2 separate regions of the Mus musculus genome follow, and region 1 is linked to region 2. Evidence: chromatin contacts called from public Hi-C data. All regions are on one chromosome and are shown on one strand. The core of a region is the stretch at or near the end of the contact, and the rest is flanking DNA. Distances in the headings are between cores, read along the strand shown.

Region 1 (3,489 bases), core at 763-3,262, 410 kb after region 2:
CCTGTGGTATTTTGATACAGCAGCCCAGTACAAAGTCAGTATTCACCTCTTAGGAGGAACAAAGGCCTTGGAGCTCCCACTGCCAAGTTCCCCTAACTTCTCTGGGCTTCTGTTTCTCCTTCTCACTCTATGCTGTATTTTTATTAGAACCGATGAACAGGCCAGCACATCAGCTCAGAGCTAGGCAGGAAGCTTGCCCACTTTGCCAGCCCCTCCTGGTGTCCATTTTTTTTTCAAACATCGAATATTAGAAAATCTTTGTCCTTTGTCCTAGTTTTGTAAGCAAGCCAGTAAGGACCCACACTGTTGATGACTTGGGTAGGTCCTAGTCTTGGTTCTGATATCTACTGGACATCAGCTTCCTGGTCTTTGGGTTGTGGTTCCACCCCTTCTGAAACGGCAGCTGTCTATCTCTTATCGGGGAAGCTTTTGCGGGGATAGCAACCTACCTGTCAGTACATGAGAGGCACAGTAGTTCTGGGTTGCTGTAGAGATGAGGACCACTGACCATCAACTGTTAATCTTGACTGCCAGCTAGAACTAAATATCTAAGTGTGTCTGTGGAGAAGTTTCTAGGCTGGTTAAATGAGAAGCCCCATTCCATGAGCTGGGATCTCCTAAAAAGCAGGGGTGGGAGGGGGCTGGGGCAAAGGCGACTAAGCAACAGCATTCAGTACTCTCTGCTCCCTGACTGGGGATACAATGCAGGGAGCTGCCACAAGCTCCTGCCATCTTGACTTTCTCACCTAGGACTGCAGACCCAACTAAGTTGCTCCTCCTTTAAGTTGGTTTCGTCAAGTATTCTGTCACAGAAGGAGATAAAGCCACTAATACACCCAAGCACAAATGTATCGAATAACAGGAAGGCACCCGAAGCAGCCAGGCATGGACTTCCCAAATGACTCTGAGGGAGTCTTAGTACTCCCTCGGAGTACTATGTACTCATAGTCTATAGTACTCATCTATAGAACAGGTGAGCTCCTTCCTAATCAGAAACTAAACTTGATGGGAAGAGCCCAGGCTGGGTGTTGTCGTGTTTTATCTTAAAGCATGCAGGAACTGCCTTAGCTCCTCCAGTCAGGGTAAGAATAGCCGCTCAAGACGAGTCTGAGCTACCCACCCTGCTCCACGTCCTTCAAGGAGAACCAACCCAATCTGTGTCTCAACTCTTTGGTCCCAACTTCAAATAAGTAGGGATGTTTCTGTGGCTTCCTCGCAAATAGCTTGTAGTCTCAGATCAGAACGGAACGGAATGGATGCTCTGAGGCATGCTGGGAGTTCTGCCAGTTTGGAGGAGGGGTAGATAATTAAGGAAATCATGGTGAATTAAGCTTTCTGCAATGAAGCGCAAACATCTTTTCACAAACAGCGGCACCCTGTTAGCTTATGTTTTGCCAGAGAGAGAGGCAGGGTCTATCCACCGGGGTTTTCAGCCTGGTAAAACACATCTGGCTAGGAAGCCAAATATTTAAGGGTCATTAAAATCCCAGACTCCCTTTGCCAAGAACTTTTCTCCTTTGTTATTCAAGTGCAGAGCAGTTATGGAAAATGCATCCCATATGGTTTGTGAGGCATTCCTATTTACTCCACCAAACCGCGGCTTTGAAAGAGCTTTTTGATGTCAAAGATGCGTTCAGATTTTATAGACTTTTCCAGTACAGCTTTTAAGGCATCTCCCTTTGAACCCGAAATATTTGCCAAGAGTAAACAGAACCAAAAACCACAAGGGGTCAAGAGCTTTGTTGCAAACTAAGACCTCAGCTTTATCTAGAGCTTCCAGAGGTTTGAGGCCCCACCCCCAAAAAAAGCTTCACAAAAGATCATGTTTCCTGCATAAGTTACATGAAAATAAATACTCTAATGTATTCCTATTTTATTAATAACGTAACACCCTCACCCACCACCTCCCACCAAGAAGCAAGGATGGAAGATAGTCACACACTTAAACTATTAACAGAACTTTGGAAAGTTGGAAAAAAAATAAAAATGTCTCCAAGTCAAAAAGCAGAGTGTATTTATAAATTCTTTTTCAGTGAGGGTTTCTCCACTGTAATGGGCAAAGCAAACAGGCACAGACCTCGGAAGAGCTTGAAGATCCTGGAGCACACAGACCTTCCAGGGCTCTCAGAACAGAGAGAGTGTTTGAGAATAGTTCCTTTTGATAGATGGGGAAACTGAGGACCAGATCCCTGCATTGGCCAACAGCGGAATCCAGGACTTGGAGCTCCCAACCAGTCTTCTTTCCTCTCTTCCTCTTCCCATTCTCGCCCTTCTCCCACTCAGCTTCTGTGACCTTAGGGGCATCCTCCAACACATGTCTCCTCTGTCCCTTAAGTTCTTTCTCCACTCAGGGAGACAGTGCCTTCTTAGGTCATTCACGAGCATCTACTTAGGATTCCATAGGTGTACATGAGTGTCTGAGCAAATCTTTCACCACTTGCTCTACCACAGCACCACTCGCTGCCTTCCTAACCTAGACCCCATTCTCAGCACCGGTGTCTTCCAACTTACTCGGTCCCACCCACTCTGCTGTCTCCTGGCCCTGAGTTCACATACCTTATTGCTGACCCAGGACCTTTGCTCTGTACCCCTCTGTGACCCCTTTGCTTCTCTGCACAGTGGATCTTACAGTTCTTAGCCCAGGGGCTTCTTTTGTAGCTATTGGATGTAAAGCAGGGTGTCTGCACAGTGACTCCTATGTGCACAGTGACTCCTATGTGCACAGTTATTGGCTGCTGAACACACCCTTCCCACTCAAACTGGACAGAGAGCTTCAGAATATCATGTCATGCAAAGGGACCATGTGTCATTTCCTGCTGCAACCTGAGGGTGCAACATAATGCTAAGCTGGAAGCATAGCTTATTAGGACGCCTATCTCCTGGCCTGGGCTCCTCCTATTGGCCAGAAATAAAAGAAGGAAAAAAGGATGGAAGGAAAACAGGAAAAGGGAGGGTGAGAGAAGGAGGATAGAGGAATGAGGTGGAGAGGGAAGTGGCTCACTGTGTTTAGAACTTAAATAGTCTCTGCTTTTTCTACCTCTTTCAGGAGCATCCTTCCGTTTCCCACTGAGGCTCTGCATTCCTCTGACTTTTTCAGTCATTTGTCAACCAGTTCTCAGGTCCCCCAGGTACTCTGAGATGCCAGGGTCTCCAGAGGAAGTCTGAAATTTTAGTTAGAATCATAAAACCTGAACTTACAAGTAACAAAATGCTTTAGTGGTGGCAACTGAAGCAGCTATTTGCCATGAGAGGGGACCCAGGAAAAGGTGGAGACTGCAAATCTTGGTAGAGATAACCATACTGCTTTGTGCACCTCACGGAACTACGGGGATAAGCATGGCTTCTGAACATGCCTGCACCGTAGCCTCAGTTTTCAAAAGCTCCAGTGGGCGTCTTCCTGTTGCTTGACTTGGCTCCTTCAGATCTCAAGTGTCATCCTTGAAAGGTCACATCTGTACTTTTCATTTGTGTTTTTATGAGCGAAAGGAA
Region 2 (3,312 bases), core at 506-3,005:
AAATTTAAACTGCTGGTTTATTTTCTCCTCTCTTAAAATTACTGTTGTTGTTGTTTTTTTTTTTTTAATTTAATTTTCCTACTTAACGTTTTCCCAGCAAAGCCGTTGAACTTTTTTTTTTTTTCAGACTTAACCACAGGATGAATTTCTCTGCATTAATGAGCAAAAATGAGCTGACAAGATGAGGCACATCCAAATGGAAAATAAATAAATAAATAAATAAATGGCCTAACCATACCATAGGAATGCACCGGATGGATGGATGGATGGATGGATGGATGATGTCCCCAACGCCATACTGTGTTTCACTTGGCTTCACACATGATGGTTACTGTCTCCTATCTAAGGCCTGTGGCAACTTCTAATTCCCCCTGAAAAACGTCTTTGGAAAACCAACTTCTGATGACATTTCTGAGTCTCTGGATTGTCTCTCCTAAGGAATCTAGCTAAAGCATGATCACTTAGGACAGAAACTGAACACAAAAGGATTCCCTGAAGGCACGGTGATAAAAAGGAGAAATAGAGTTGGCTGTTTACTCCAGTGCAATGATAAACTCTGCGAAGCTTAGGTACTTCTAGCTCAGCTTCTGACTTGTGTAGTCACAGACATCTGGCCCCCAGGCCTGTTGGATGGATGGAAGGTCACATTGCATGTCACTATGTAGGACCCACCCCCAAGCCTGGGGAGAGCAGCTTCCTTGCAGTTGTTCATTTTCCCCATGTAAGGAAAGTCGTCTTTTAAAAACCATGTGTGGTGTAGCATTTTCTATTAAAGAAAGGAAGGAAAGATGGAGGGAAAGAGGGAGATAGAGGAAAAGAAGAGAGCACAAGAGAGGAAAGAAATGAAGGAGGAAGGGAGGGAGGGAAGGAGCGAGGAAGGAAGAAGGGAAAAGAAGGAAGAAAAGGAAAAAAGGAGAGAAGAAAGAAAGGAAGTAGGATGGAAGGACAGAGGAGGGAGAGAAGGAAGAGAAAGAAGGGAAGGAAGTAAAGAAGAAAAGAAGGAAGGAAGGGAATAAAGGAGAGAGAGGGGAAGAAAAGAAGGAAGGAAGGGAGTAAAGGAGAGAGAGAGAGCCAACCCAGGGCTTAATTTTCTGCCTTTGCGTCTGCCCAGCTTCACTCCAGTTGGTTCTCATTTGTGGCAATGTGTACTTTGGAAGCAGAGCTCTCTGCCTGCCTTCCCGTTAACTCCCACCACCTGGGATATGTTATTTTGACAGGGGCAGGGATTCTGATGCTCCCACTCTGCACTGTAAAAACAGACTGTAAAAGAGGTCATCTTTTGGGGGGAGGGGCTGGAGGGGTTGTCTTGCCTGAGCCCTCCTGTAGGACTGTACTGGGAATGCAAAGCCTGGGATCCAGATCCACATACCCATCCAAGAATTGCAAACCCCAGACTCATTTGGGTGGGGTGATGGCTCTCTGAAGCTGTCTCCTCTGTTTGCATCACTTAGGGGGTGAGTCTAATCAAGATGGGCTGTGTGAGTTCAAAACAGCTGGAAAGCATTACAGGTCAAAAGTTGAAATCAAGTTAAGAACAATCGGAATGTGCAAGCCTGTTGTTTCTAATCTCTGCTTCTTCCTCCAATCCGTTCAGTTCTCCTCCTGGAATGGAATGTTTTGGTCAAGGCTGGTGTTGACTTGTGGGCCAGTGAAGGTGTAGTCATGAAGCCAGCATTGAAGAAGTCAACAGGAGGACAGCTTATATTTGCTAGGAAAACAAAGAAGGGGCAGACTCCAGGTGAAACTAGAAAGAAGGCACATATAAGAGACAGAGATATTAATGCTGGAAAGATTACTGCAAACTGTCCAAACCCCTTCCCTACCTACAACTGTGAGAAACAGAACCAGAGACATGCACGTCCATCTCAAAATCACACAGCATTTAATGGCTAAACCTCATGAGAGCTTAGCATAGGTGGGGGACTGCCATGACTTAATACAAAGAGATGAGATTTTCCTAGTCTATTGACCTTTGGCTGATAGAGCTTCTTCTGTTCTTCAGTCACTGGTCCACATCTCCTCTTTGCCACTACCCTCTTGGTGTAGTCTCCTTTCCCACTTTTGAGTCTGGGTTCTTGCTGTCCTTGTGTTATTCTTTTTTTTTTTAATTTTTAATGATTTTTTTTTTGCAAATTTCACATCATGTACCCCAATCTCACTCATCTTCCCATTCCTTTGTACCCACCCAAAATAAGATACAAAGAAAAATCTCATGGAAGCTACAGTGTGTCACAGTATGTCCCACACTACACCCTTTTGTTCATACACCTTTATTTGCAAATGTTCATTTCAATAAATCATTTTTCTATCTATTTAGAGGCCTCTAGCTTGTGCTACACTATCAATACTCTATCCTCATGGGGACTCTTTTCAGATACTCTGCTGATGTCCTATGTCATAAAGATCTTGCAGCTTTGGATCTGCAGGACCAGTCCTTTCCCCCATCCCAGCAGATCATAGATAGCGTAGATGTTGAGGTGGGTCAACTTGAAGCTCTGGATCTGGGCCTGGGAGGTAGCTGAATTTGCCAACTCACCAGTTCTCCTGTACCACTACCACCAGAACAATTTCTCTAGTGCTGCCCAGGCTAGCTCACCCAGTGCCACAGAAGGCAAGGGGCAGAGTCCACTCTCCAGCTCTCATGTCCTCAAGGCCAGCTCATGTGTGCTTTGTGAAGGAGGGCATCTCTTCCTCACCTACCCCACCCCATCCCATGGCAGACCAGGGGCAAGGCCAACTCTCCTGCACTCTTGCCCACAGGGACTACTTTCCTGAACCCCACCACCAGGATCAGCTCTACTGGGCTGCCGAGGTGAGGGTACAGGGCCTGTTCTCACTCTACTGAGTGCTGGAATGCATGAGCCACAAGGCCAGCTTTGATCCTCTCATGATTTTGGTGCCAGCTCACCTGCCTGGCACAGGCTGTACAAGGATGGTGGGAAGGAGGGCATCTCTCCCTCACCCGAGCCACGCCACTGAAAGATGGCAGACTAGGGGCAGGGCCAGCTCTCCAGTACTCACACTCTCAGGCTAGCTTACCTGCTCCCCTGCTGTCATGGGCAGCTCTATTATCCTACCCAGGCAAGGGGTAAAGCCAACTCAGCACGGTGCCTCATGCAGCAGTCTGGACTAGGGACATCTGCATGGCTTTTGGTGGTAACACAGGCCTGGGACGTCAACATAGATCACAACTGCTGTAGGGTCACAAACCTAGACATAGTCCCCGGCAGCAACATGAGCCCAGATGTCCCTATGACCTAGGGCGACAGTACAGGTCACTCAGATGAGCATGTCCCCCATGACAGCACCACC

Evidence for each region. A called contact is a pair of places that touch in the nucleus more often than the background predicts.
Region 1: a contact with region 2 is called in a Hi-C map of uterus, with 6 times the contacts expected there. The contact joins two enhancer-like sites. A contact is called at or near these places in 9 of 484 Hi-C or Micro-C datasets (cranial neural crest, embryonic fibroblasts, nephron progenitors and 1 more).

What each region holds. Positions count from the first base shown.
Region 1 is chr8:103,812,754-103,816,242 of GRCm38.p6, forward strand. No RefSeq gene overlaps it. Among named protein-coding and RNA genes, the nearest start is that of Gm39235, 92 kb to the left of the region's middle. Within about 2 kb of position 2,013, at least 39 of the 459 cell types and tissues checked have an H3K27ac peak or open chromatin away from gene starts, as enhancers often do. A contact at or near this core is called in nephron progenitors and uterus, where this site is marked.
Region 2 is chr8:103,407,981-103,411,292 of GRCm38.p6, forward strand. No RefSeq gene overlaps it. Among named protein-coding and RNA genes, the nearest start is that of 1600027J07Rik, 62 kb to the left of the region's middle. Within about 2 kb of position 1,756, at least 54 of the 459 cell types and tissues checked have an H3K27ac peak or open chromatin away from gene starts, as enhancers often do. A contact at or near this core is called in nephron progenitors and uterus, where this site is marked.